Regions from separate parts of the Zea mays genome. Here all the other regions are linked to region 3. A link is a contact called in public Hi-C data. All regions are on one chromosome and are shown on one strand. Each heading gives the region's core, a stretch centred on a gene start, on an enhancer-like site or on the middle of the called end of the contact. The rest is flanking DNA. Distances are from core to core; before and after follow the strand shown. Region 1 holds the start of LOC100273536 (putative protein kinase superfamily protein). Region 2 has its middle 59 kb from the start of LOC100273536. Region 3 holds the start of LOC100277465.

Region 1 (4,224 bases), core at 1,362-3,861, 380 kb after region 3:
CGTAAAAATTACAACCATGTCCTCAGTCCTATACACATGAACTATAAAATCAACTAAGGGTATTATCACCATTTCCTTTGTAGCCGTCTTGAGCAAGCCTTGAGGATTTCTTCTTCTATCTTTGTTGACACATTCACACTATGGAGCTGAAGGTCGTTGTTCGTCTTTGTGTTTGTGTGTTAGTTGCACATTGTTTCCAAACGAAGGTGACCTTTGTCGACCGCTCTGTTACACCTAAAACAGACTTATAAACTATTGAGAAATCAATGCTTTGAGGACCTTAGGCCGAGAAAGGCCCCAACATTGATGTAGTTCATATTTTCATGGACCAACATACATTCTTGTTACCTTAAAGAATTTGTTAGTCCACACATGTTGCCATTAATTACCAAAACATAAATTAGGGCCTATATGCTCATAGAGTGGATGGTTGGGGGCACACGATGCTGGGGCGCGGAGGCAACTACGATGGGCATCGAGGCCGCCGTCGCTGCATGAGACCATCAAGGGGGAGGTGGGAAGAGAAGAGCACAAGTGTTGGGGCGACACAGTGGCCTGTGAAGAACGATGACGCAGAGGGAGGCATGCTCTATGGACGAGAGAGAGAGAGAGAGAGAGAGAGAGAGAGAGAGAGAGAGAGCAGTAGCAGTTAGAAAGAGGAAGCTGGTGGCAGCCATGGGAGAAGAGGGGACTTGAGGCGGTGGAGGAAGGACCTGACAATGTGAGAGCGTTGCTGAGTGACATAGAGGCAGGGGAGGTGTAGCTCGGGTCACCGGCCGCCGGAGAGTGGAGCATGACCATCCGCACGACAGGGGAGTTGGCGCATGGGGCGTCGACCACCGACGTGACTGGGCAAGGGAGTTGCACGTCTGGCGAGAGGGTAACCGCGATAGTGGAGTGGGGGCATCGCTTGCCGACCGTCGACGTGGTTGGGTAGGGGAGGCACACGCCGAGGGAGATGGGAACCACGACAAGGGTTTCACCAGGTGGTCGCATCAAAGGGGGATGGGGGAGCCTGGCGTAGCCATGGGAGGCTCGCTAGCCATGGAGCAGGCGACGCTTAGAGCTTAGAGAGGGAGAGAGGAAGAAGGCAGAAACAGTGCCCTGATACCATGTTGTAGGGTGAAACTTTTAACCCTAACCATGGTTGGGATGCTATATTAATGATGTGGGCTAATCTAAGCTTGTTACAGCTAACACATCCAATCAAAGAAGAAGAAAAGAAAAATGTCGTTGTGGTTAGCGATGAAAACGGATGGAAAAACCCTTCTCCCGTTTCGCTCATGCAGTTCATTGTCGAAAATGGGTGCAGGAGCGGAACAACCACGGATGGAAACGAGTCTGAGTTACACGGGTTTACGGAAACGAACCAATACAGTCGAAAATTAACCGAAAAACGAACGGAAATTACCTCAACGAAAAAATTACCTGGAAACAAATAATCACAAGGTGTCGTAGTCGTAGTCCAAATTCAAATTCAACAGTCCACTAAACAACGAGAAAATAAGTCCACGTGATTATATGACCACATGTCCACATAGACATTAAACATGTCACACTCACACATTGACACACATACATACATAATAAAAGTTCTTCAAGGTCTTCATGACATCTAGCATTTGCAAATGATTCAAACACCAATTCACCATGACATCGGGCATTTGCAAGATTTCTTCACGGTTTGTCATCTTCAGCCATGAATTGGGAGCAGATACTTGAAATTTAGAAGCAGCAAGCGCTACGAAATTGAAACAAGCAAATGCCTGAATTTTAGAAGCAAACATGTATGCATGTAGGATGCAACAACCAACAAGCATCATTGCGCCAAGCAGCAAGCGTCATTGCACCAAGCAGCAAGCAATTGAAACAAGTAAATGTCTGCTGCTGTTAGAACTTGCAAGCAATTGAAGCAAGCAAGGTGTGAGGTTGATCCACGACTAGACCGCGTGATTACTAATTCTTCGATGGACTGGAGGACTAGAGGTGTGGAGGAGGTCGTTACCTGAAGGCGAAGGTCGATGGTGAGCTGGTTCCGGTGCCGTGCTGCGTGCTGCGTGCTGCACTGCTGGCCCGACGTCTAGCGTGGCCTAGCTGCCGAGATGGCACAAGTGTGTGACAGCGGCCGCGAGCGAAGGTGAGTGGGAGTCCCGTGTCCGTGCTCGACGTGTCTCGACAATGGTGAGTTGGTGAGTCGCGGAGTCGGTCGTTGGCGTGACGGTGCCTGGAGGTGTCTTATGTTGAGCCACGTCACAGCGTCCACGTGCCGAACTGGCAAACATGGGAGTGGGCTTAGGGTTTCACGTGTGTACCGTTCCTTAGCCTATTAGGCTTGTCGCATTGGGCCTAACGGTGAGTGGTGACGGCTTTACAATGTACACCTTGTGGCTGTGGGACTTAATCTTCACGTTAAATTTGGAAATATCCAGATGAAATATAGGATCTCAACAATCAGAACGGAAAATAGTATTTCTCATTTTTGTTTTGTTCCCGCAGACTCTCAACTCGTAACCTGTTTCGTATCTATATTTTCCAAAAATCCGAAAACAGACGAACGATGTATAGAAAACGGAGCTGATAGGAACGAGATTTTTTACATCCATTTTCATCCCTAGCTGTGGTCCCACAGGTCGCACCATTCTCCCCTCTTCTTCCGCCGATACACACGCCCTGCACGGGGGCTCGCCGAGGCTTCAGTTTACTACTGAAGCACGCACCGCAGCGTCTCCACCTTCTGCTCAACCTCCGCTTCCGTAGGTGCCGGCGCTAAGCGAGGATCCCTCCGTTCATCGGTCCCGACGGCACCTCGACTCGTTTCGTCGGTCGCTGGTAAGGAAGCCCTAACTATTTTCTTCCTCGGATTGACTGCTTCCTTTTTCGAGTTGAGATCAGTTCAGTTGGAGAGATTATCTATTTCTATGCTTGTGTGCCCTCGAATCCAAATCTTCCTTTCGTGGTGCGGATGCGTGAACGGTCCTCCAATCCAATCCCCTTCGAGGTACATGGACTGCTTGCTTGCTTGATGTGTGGTGGACCTGTACTGGTAGCAGCATGTAAATTATTAACTTTCTCTTGGGATTGGTGGAAACACCAAAGGTCGCCCCTGGTAATAGCGGAAGAACTTGATCTTATACGTCTTTTTTTTCTTCTTGGGATCTCCTTACGGTTCCAAGATGTACTGGTCTCCACGCCCTTGTTGAAAAGGCTGGCTGAAAGCGACCCTCATTGCTGCAATCACTTGTTCACTCACCTGAATAGTGAATGCTATCTGAAATGTATAACTCCAAACCCTCTGGAAAGAGAAATAAAATGGTACCTGCTAAGTTATTCTCAGACTTACAGCTATCAGCCTACTAATATGTGAATAAATTTGTTAGCTCGCACATTAAATAGGTCAAACATTCATGCTAACTGCCTTACTAAATTTGTTTGATGAGTATGGACGGATTGTACTAAATTTTTGTGATGAATACAGACGAGTTGTACGCCGGCACCTATTGGGCCTGTTTGGTTCAGTTTTTTTCTGACCATATTTTCTGAGAATCTAGCCGTGGAGAGAATCTGGCTGTGGGAAGAATCTGAGTATCGTGGGGATTACGGGCCTGTTTGGTTCGTGTCTAACTGCGCCACACTTTGCCTAAGGTTAGTCGTTCGAATTGAAGAACTAACCTTAGGCAGAAAAGTTAGGCAAAGTGTGGCAAGTTAGGTAGCGAACCAAACAGGCCCTACATGCGGAGAAATATGAAATGGATCAAAGGGTTCAGGATCTAGAAAACGATGGATTCCTACTATCGTTACTACTCGACCGATTCTGTGTTCATTTTGATTTTGAACGGTTTTTAACGATTCTTATAGAAGTGGGCTGAAAAGTTGGGGCGTTTGGCAGTCCGCAACAGCTTTTGGTGGACATAAACTAAAAAAAGCCCAAACAAACAGCTCCATTGACTGATTGATTGCATGTAGTCATGCTGCTTGTGTATGAGGAATGCCTTCTTTCTGAACTTTCCATTTATCTCTAATTGTTGTGTTTTTGTTGCATGTACCGAAGTGGCGACGGGTGATTGACTGCGATATGAGGCAATGGTTATGTTGTAACTGCCACTTTGATGACGAGGAAGATGGCCATGACAAGGAACAGGCCAAAGCTCAGAGCAATAAGATAGACCGTACGATGCTTGCTTTCAATGCTTTTCTTTGTTTGGTCCTGTGAATTCTGGTATGACT
Region 2 (4,243 bases), core at 463-2,962, 320 kb after region 3:
GCATAACCACACTATAAGGAAAATAGACCCTCAGCCCATTTGACTAAGTGATTTTAGTGTTAAATGATCAAAATAACTTGTGGACTAATGTGTTTGCAAGTGTCTATGGTTGTAGTCCATAGGATGCAAAAGTGACTTGGACTAAGGCACTGAGGAAGAAACACCTCAAATGAAGACACTAGAAGATTCATAGAAGACCTTCAAGTATCAAGCATATGACCAAGACACAAGACTAGAAGAGCCCAAGCAAAGAAAACTTGAAGAAAATGAAGTGGGCTGCTTCTGGTGCACTGGACCAGTCCGGTGGTGCACTGGACCAGTTTGCTAGAGAGCACTTTCCGGGCACTCGGCCAGCTAGTGCACCGAACCTTGGGTCTGATGCATCGGACCTCGTCCAACAGTCGGCAACGACTAGTTCAACGATCACCTAGTCACTAAAAGGGAAATGCGATAGCCATTTCTACTTGTTTTCGTGATTAATTGTCCAACACACCATCATGGACTAACTCATGTGCTAAGTGTATGACAGTAGGTTCACTATTGTGTAATTTGAAGGTTTCAAGTCGAAAAGAGCTAAAATAGGGGCTAGAAATACAACTTTGAATGGTAAATCTATGAGGTTTGCACCTTTTGACATGTTGCATAGGACTATTACAATGTTTCTAGCATTTGTATTTGGTCTCTAACGCCTTCTAAAAAGAAAAGTGCATTTTGGGATTTTTTATGTAAGTTGCAAATCCTGGTGAAAGATTAAGTAAAAGGTGAGTTTCCTACACTTAGTTAGATTAATTATGTGCTAACAATTTTTGTCTAAGTGGTAGGAAAGCTTGCAGAAAGTCCAAATAAAATGGATTCAATTTGCAAAGAAAAGGACTTATTGTGCTAGTATGCCATTCACCGGACTGCCTCCATACGTGAACGGTCGACTCTCATGATTTTATCTATAAAAATAACTAGGTCGGTACCATACACGGTCTAGTGGTGCACCAGACTATGTGGTAATAGCTAGCTCTGGTGTCCAACGACTACTTCATGAGGAGGCGACACGTGGCGGTCCGGTGGTGCATGGACCCGGTTTGGTGCTCCCCCAGTTTGGAAGGATCCATTCAAGATTTCGGTGGCCACTCCCTGTTCCCGATCCAGTGGCGCAGTGTAATACCCAACTTTTGGAATATAAAGGAGTAGGATAAGCCTTTATGTTTTTTGCTTTTTACTCATGAGAATTATTAAGGGACATATTTAAAGTGAATAATCATTTAATAAAACATAAATAATCCATGCATCATGTTGGAGTTTATTTGTTTGTGCATTTAATAACAATAACAACACTATTAATAAAAAAATAACAATGAGGAAATTGAATTAAAACCTAAATTGAAATTAGGGTTTAAATGGGAAAAGGAGAGAAAGGAAAAGGAAAAAGAGTATAAAATATAAAGAAAAATATATAAATATATCTCCAAAATTGGTACTTTTAATTATGCAATATAATCTATGAGCAATCTGCAAATCAAATTTGAAATTCAAATTCTAGATTTGAAATTGATAAAGGAAATTCAAATAAAACAAAAAGAAAAAAGAGAAATCGTGCTTGGGCCGACTTCACCTTAACCAGCCCACCAAACTAACCGCGCGGCCCAGCTCCATCCTTCGGCCCAGACTAGTCCGGGAGGGAAAAAATAGCGCCGACATGCGGGACCGCCTTGTCACGCACGCCCTCGCGCGCTCGTACCACTGATTTGCGGGGCCCATCGGCCTATCACCAAGAGGCCTGGTCATCTTCTCGGCCGCGGCTGCGGGTGACCCCAATACCCCCGCACCTGCCGCGCGAGAACCTCGCTGACCGAACCAACACAGCGATTCTTCTAGAAAAGGAATTGACTTGGGCAATCTCTATAAGACCCGGGGAGTTCATGCGCCGTGAACTGTGCGACCAGTGGCCATCCTCCCTGTCCGCCATAAGAATCATGAGGGAGAGAGAGAGCTTCCGTGAACAGTCGGGGTTGCGCCGAGGGAGAAAGGGGAGGGTGCTGGAACCGTGGTGCTCTGGCGCGGGCTACTGGACTTCACCAGCCAATCCTTGGAGCACATCGGTGACCAACGTCGTCAACCACCGCGTCCCGAGGAGCTCGCTGATCTCATGAAACCAGCTTCGCGCGGCGTTGGAGTCTTGGCTACATAGTCCGGTAAGATGCCCATATGATCCCCATCCCTTCCACCGCGGGTAGCGTAGTGACGGGCAAGCCCACGGGCGGGGACGCTACGGGCCGGTCCGCCGGAGTATTGTGTGCGTCGCTGCTACCCCGGTCGTGGCAGGTCTCGAGGAAGGAGACGTGCTCGGTCCGTTGGATCGGCATTAGACGGCTACAATTAGTTCACTCCGAAATCGAGTCTGGATGGTTGGATCGTGATCAGGCGATCCAGATTGTGTTCAGCGTACCCCTTCGCTTGGATGTAATGTCGACCGTTAGATCGTAAATGGATGGCCGCGTGGCGATCCCAACGTTTTAAATCTAATCCGTCGGCTTAGATCGGGCGGCCGATACTTCAAGATACCCCTTTGCGATGGATATTTGCTTAAGAGCCCCTGGCCTTTAGGAAAACTAACCCGCTGTCCACGACAGGGAAGAAATAATTGAAGTTAGGTCTAGAAAATTATGAGTTAGCCCCTGTGTTCTCGGATAATTATGTCTGCGGTCCATAAATATTAAAGTTAATCATAATTAGCACAGAAATTTATTTCTAGTGTAAAAATAACCCTAGAACTTGTTTAATTCATAGAAATTCCATTTTAATTTCTTTTTGATCTATTCCAGTGGCATTAATTTTGTATTAATATTGTTTATCACTTAGTAACTTTGTTTAGTCATGAAACATAGATTAAAATTATCTACTTAATTTATCTCATACCAAGCACTTAATAACTTCGGAAAATCGTAACTCGATAACCGTAACTTCGATTTTAGTGATTCTTGTTCCTACGATCTCGTTACGATGCGTAGAATATTATCATGCATTTTGTTTTATTGTTTGATGTGATGTTAATTTCTGCTATACTATGATTGTTTGTATTGTTGCGAGTAGGTGAGCAAGCCATAGAGGATCTAGGTGTTCAGCAGGTGGAGAGTGTTGAGCAGGAGCTCGTTGAAGCAAGTTGTGCCCTTGATCACTTCTATTTACCTAATAATGTTCTTATTAGTCATTATGATCTGCATAGGTTAATTTTGATGGGACCCAATAGGTTACCCTAGTCTGGCTATCCTTATACCTTGTTTACCACTGAACTTTTGGATAGTACCTGCTATTGCTTTATGTGGTTTTGGTTATTGAGATACACATTATTCATGATCATGCTTTTATTATCAGTATGTTATTTACTGCTCATGATAAGATCATTGTGTTAATTGGAACATGGAGCGACCACCCAGGAAAACAGTGCTACCACAAGGGTGGTATGGGATGCCCTTGGCTGACTAATTAGGAAAGCTAGTGAATGACTACCTTACCCGAAAGTGGCAAGGGCAGTAGGGGAGTGGTCGGTGTAGGGAGGTTCTCGGGTTGATTTTGCTGCGATGGCGGTCAGATGAGGGATTCCTGCATTGGGGCTTCCTATAACTGTAGCGGGTTTTCTAAAGTTAGTGGAACTTTGTAAAGGCCTCGTAGTGTTATCGTGCCTCGCTTCCTTGGTAGAGGTATATGGAATTCATGACCCCTTGGCAGTTGGGTAACATGACTTGTGGGTAAAGATGAGCAACCTCTGCAGAATGTAAAATTGGTATATCAGTCATGCTCACGGTCATGAGTGGCTCGGACCCTCACATGAGTAACTTATGGAATTAAATTCAATTTGTCATTTGCATCGTATTATGGTTTATTATTAATTTGATCTATTATTACCCTGGTTTGGTATTTACTTACATTTAGTAACTGCTAATAAAACTTGACCAACTTATTAAAAGCAATGCTTAGCTTTAACCATTATTTATTGATCAGCCTTACACTTCACATGAGCTCCCACCTTTGGTGAGTTCATGCACATTATTCCTGAAAGGGAAATGGGCTTAAAACATTTCCTATAATCGATTTTGGTATTTGACGTCCATCACAAACCACGTGGACCAACTAGTTTGCCCAGATGTCTTTTATCTCAGGTGCATAAGGATCAACATAAACCAAGAAAGAAATTAAGTTGGGGACTCAACCAAGTTTGGAGCAAAGACTAGCAATGGTGCTGCTAGTGGCG
Region 3 (4,405 bases), core at 417-2,916:
TATTCGAATAAGAGTGGGTCCTGATCATCATCAACATCATTGAAGAGTGCAACTGACAAGGTATCACGGCCCATGGAGATATCAAAGCTCAAATACCCTGTTGGCCTTATAGCAAACACATCCACCTTAAGCTGTTCAGCTACTCGATAATTCACACTACCCATGGGTTCTTGGCCCTCAATCCGCAGCAGTCTATACTTATAAACACCAAACCCAGATTTCCCACGGTCGAGCCAGTAGTCAACAACCTTGTAGAGGCCATCGTAGAAGTAAACCTTACCAACAGGGCTTCGTCTTGACTTGACAGCACGGATTACACGAATCTCAATACCATAAGCCATGCTGCGCTCGAGGGCAAGATTGCCGCCCTCCAGCTTCTGATCGACGCAATGCTTGTGGAGGTTGGGATCACGGCCGCCATGCCCAGTGTACACAAGTACATCGCCGTGATCATCATCATCCTCATACCCACCAGATACAATTATAGATGTGGCTATAGGCTCCCCAGATGCAGACCTCCCTGCACTGACATAATCAATTCCGGCCTGCACCTGGCCATGGAGTCCAAGCACGCAAAGCTCCATGCGGAAGAAGAAAGCGTCACCCACCGAGATCCCGGGCATCGGCCCGACGATGCGGCGGTCGCGATTGAGCCAGAGGTCGTGGTCCCCCATGAGCGCTGCGGCACGCAGGTCCGCGCGGACGCGGCGCCGGTCCCTGGCAACGCCGAACCCGGCGACGGCCGCAAGGCCGAGGGACTCGGCGCGCTCGTCGTCCCTGAGTAGAAGCCCGCGGAGGCATTCGAAAGTGATGCGCGCCCTGCGCACGAGGTCGCGGAAGTAGATCTGGTCCTGCACGCCGAGCGAGGAGACCCGCACGAGGTCCGACGAACGCGGCCGGCGCTTCTTCACGACAGACCCGGACCCCGACTGCACCACCGCCGGTGCGGCCGCCTCCGGAGCTAGCGCTGGGATGATCGCCCCGGACCTCGCAGACGAGAGGTAGAGGCCCGCGAGGCGGTAGTACTCCCGAAGGAGCGCGTCCTCGTCCAGGTTAGGCGGCAGCGACTGCAGCGGCGCCATCACCGGAGCGGACGAGAGGTCAGGAGTCGCTGGCGACAGAGGCGCCGTGGCCTCAGGAGCCGGAGCCGCTGCATGCTGCTGCTGGGGCGTCTGGGTTGGGGGCGCAGGCAGCGGCAGGGGCCCGAGCTCTGGTGACGCGGGCTCCGACTTGGGCTCCCTCTTGAGGAACGGCAGGAAGTTGAGGTCTATGGACTCCGAAGACCCGGCCGGAGACGATATCGGCGACGACGACGGCGAGGATTCCACCACATCCATTTCCACAACCAAACTTCCCTGTCCGTCCTCCCTTGCCTCCTCCGCTCCAAAACTCCCCAAACGCTCGCGGGCTCGCGGCGCGTAACGGAGACGGCAAGGTGAAGGCTGACGTGGTCTGCAGGGGAGTGGAGGATTTCACCAACTAATGACTGGTTAGATGACGTTGGTGCAGGCAAGAAAAAAAAATGGCAGAACGAGGCAGAGGTTGCGAAATCTCCAAAATGGAGCGCCCTTCACCGGAGCGGAGCTCGAAGGAATTGCGAAAATGGAGCGGAGAGGAGGCCGAGAGCAGTAGTCTAAAAAAAGTAGATGCCCCACTTTCTCGTGCTCTCCACAGTTACTGACAACTTGGCAAGCAGGCCCTCGGACAACTGGTCTGGTATTCCGTATAAAAACGGCATTTATTATGATTAGTAGTAGCTCGGGACCCGTGCAGGGTTAATCTGATATGAATATTATCATCGGCGGTGCGTTGAATGCGCTACAGCTAATATCTGGCTTAAAAGTTGCTAGCACGACAATCCACTGACAATTGTTTGTCTATATATGTATTAAAAAATTAAACAAGTCATATCGAATAGTTATATAGTGACTAGGTATATACCCGTGCGTTGCGACGAAAGACAAATTGACGAGCCTCCAACCGCTCAAGGCCTAGCGACGTGTGGCGTGACTGCAATGGTGATGGGAACGCTCGTGGGAAACAGTGCCTCGTTGCAGAGGATCACGAGCCTAAGCACGCCACCACTCAACGCCATGAGTTCCATCATCCTTTTGCGGGGCTGCCATTGCCACGAGCTCCATATATAAAATGAGTTGTTCAGATCATAATAAACAAAACAATGGTTTTGTTTAATTCATGTACTGCCTTCTAATATTAACAAAGTCTCAGACAATATTGACAAAGCATATATTCTTATCTAATTGCCTCATTCTTGATAAACCCACACAAGAATAGAAGAGCAGAAAAAATATAGATCAAGCAAGCATATCAAGGATATAGTATTTTTAGACAAAATACATAGCAAGTTTTGTGTAGCAGTTCTAGGCATGCCAAATACAGTGGCAATGCATAGCAAGTCTAGGCATGGCTATCGAATTTATGCAAACAATACTCATTCTTCACATGTTCTGTTGAATACATGTACTGCCTTCTAATGTGGTCGCAATGGTCCAATTGGGGCTTGGGGGCAAAAATTCAGCAAACACAGCATATGCATACTTTGGCCATCAGTCCAAAGCACACAAGTTAAATCGTTCCAGACTCAGGAGAGTTGACTTACAAATTTTCAAAACATCAAACAGTGGTACCATAATGCTACAGTAGCACCTCTTATTCTACTTTTCTCCCATGGACATCTCAATTTTGTGGGACACACAAGGCAATTACATGGCACTATAAGATAATCTGGTTCAGGTATAATCTCTTCACATGTTTGTGTGAATCACACGCTTAACACAATCAGAAGCACGTATTTGAGGTTGGTGCAAGAGAACTCTATCTTCTTAACAGATAGAGTTCTGCATCTGGCTGCTGCTCACAATCCTTGGTTATGTCACCAGAATCATCTACGCGATCTATGTCCTTGCTGCTCTCGACTTTGACCAGCACGAGAGGGAATACTACACCCTTGCTTAGAGCATCTGGTTGTGTCAGGCGGGCCTGCACAGTTGAGTCGAAATCAGTATTTTTCTCGTGTGGATTGTCTGACATGGCATAACCGGCAATGGGTAACCAAGTGTGTGGTCTAGTGCTATATCTCAGTTACCCAACTTGTGAGCTCTCTTTATTGTGATCCAGTTATTCAATCTGTAATTGTGATACTACAAGAGAATAAGATGCACCTGTATCTCTGAGAGCAACTGTGCTTTATGATTAGTGCTACCTTGGGCTCAAAAACACGTGAACAGTCGTTCTATGAAATGCGATGTGTACACACATGTTCTTTGAAATCTCCTGCAGACCAAAAGGGGATACTACCAGATGTATCGTGTAGTAATTTTGACGTATGTTGCTCTGGGCCACTTCTTTCTTACACACATAGAATAGAACTGATATAAATTATGCCCCTTCTGGACGGGCAGCTGGTAAACACCTTCATGTCGACGATGGTTCAGTGTGCAGGCAGTAAAATATGTATGAAAATGAATCGTTTCCCGTGATGCGTGTTCGTGATCATGTGCAACCCAGCGGTTTGTGTGCTGCCGCTCTTGATGCTTTGTTTAATGACTCTTCGGATTGAGCCTATATATATGTTTGCTTGTCCCAAAAATCTGGTAGTCATACGCTGGTTGATTCAGGAGGTTTTGGTAGTGTATTTATTCTGAACAATACATCTGATTCTCTTCTGGATTCTTAACACTGTCGCTTCTGAACCTTTTTTTTGTTACTGATTAATTGGACTGGTCGTCATCCGTGGCCTAAAAGTTCTGGGAAGAATGGAAGATCATTGGAGGGGAATATAATCAGCGAACGAGACAGATCCATGGTGCAGGTGTACCGCGCCGCACGGCTGGTTCATGTTGCGCCGTCACTGTCAACACCAAAATTAGTCACTCTCAGCACCACCAAAGTTAAGGCGCCGCCGAGTCGACCCGCGTAGACAGAAGCCTTCATGCCCGATGGTCGTTCCACCCTGATCACGACAACGCGAGGCTAGAAAAGCTGCCAGCCGAGCAGCCAAACAGGTGAGCCACAGCGGCGGCCGCCCCTTGGCGTCCGCGTGTTCCTAGCCCGAACCGCAGCAGCGGCCGCTCCTTGGTGTCTGCGTGCTCCGTCGTCTGCTGCAGCGCGGCCACCGTGATCGCCAGTGCGGCGGCGAGCAGGGCGAGCGCGAGGCTGCGCCACCACTTGCGTATCGCAGATTCGCTCGAGGGCTTGGACGGTGTGGTCCTAGGAGCGTCGGGCTTGGAAGAAGAAGACCACACAATAAGCTTACCAGCTTTCTTTGCAGCACGGGAGAGTAGCTCCTCAATTAAACTCTGCAGGATCACCCTCAGGAAACCGCTCCATAAAATTCTCAACATGCGGCACTACCTCCTCATTGTTTGGGTACTGATATAAGCCA

What was found. A called contact is a pair of places that touch in the nucleus more often than the background predicts.
Region 1: a Hi-C map of ear shows a contact between it and region 3, with 5 times the contacts expected there. The contact joins the promoter of LOC100273536 here to the promoter of LOC100277465 in region 3. A contact is called at or near these places in 6 of 25 Hi-C or Micro-C datasets (ear, endosperm, leaf and 1 more).
Region 2: a Hi-C map of ear shows a contact between it and region 3, with 3 times the contacts expected there. The contact joins the enhancer-like site here to the promoter of LOC100277465 in region 3. A contact is called at or near these places in 3 of 25 Hi-C or Micro-C datasets (ear and leaf).

The regions. Positions count from the first base shown.
Region 1 is chr7:38,852,648-38,856,871 of Zm-B73-REFERENCE-NAM-5.0, reverse strand. LOC100273536 (putative protein kinase superfamily protein) reads left to right here and starts at 2,611. Exons shown (of 8, transcript NM_001147954.1): 1 at 2,611-2,829; 2 at 4,049-4,166. The coding sequence starts at 4,073.
Region 2 is chr7:38,911,225-38,915,467 of Zm-B73-REFERENCE-NAM-5.0, reverse strand. No RefSeq gene overlaps it. Among protein-coding and RNA genes, the nearest start is that of LOC100273536, 59 kb to the right of the region's middle. Within about 2 kb of position 1,712, at least 17 of the 20 cell types and tissues checked have an H3K27ac peak or open chromatin away from gene starts, as enhancers often do. A contact at or near this core is called in ear and leaf, where this site is marked.
Region 3 is chr7:39,227,451-39,231,855 of Zm-B73-REFERENCE-NAM-5.0, reverse strand. LOC100277465 reads right to left here and starts at 1,666. Exons shown (of 2, transcript NM_001361292.1): 1 at 1-1,666. The coding sequence starts at 1,337. It also overlaps the pseudogene LOC103632259.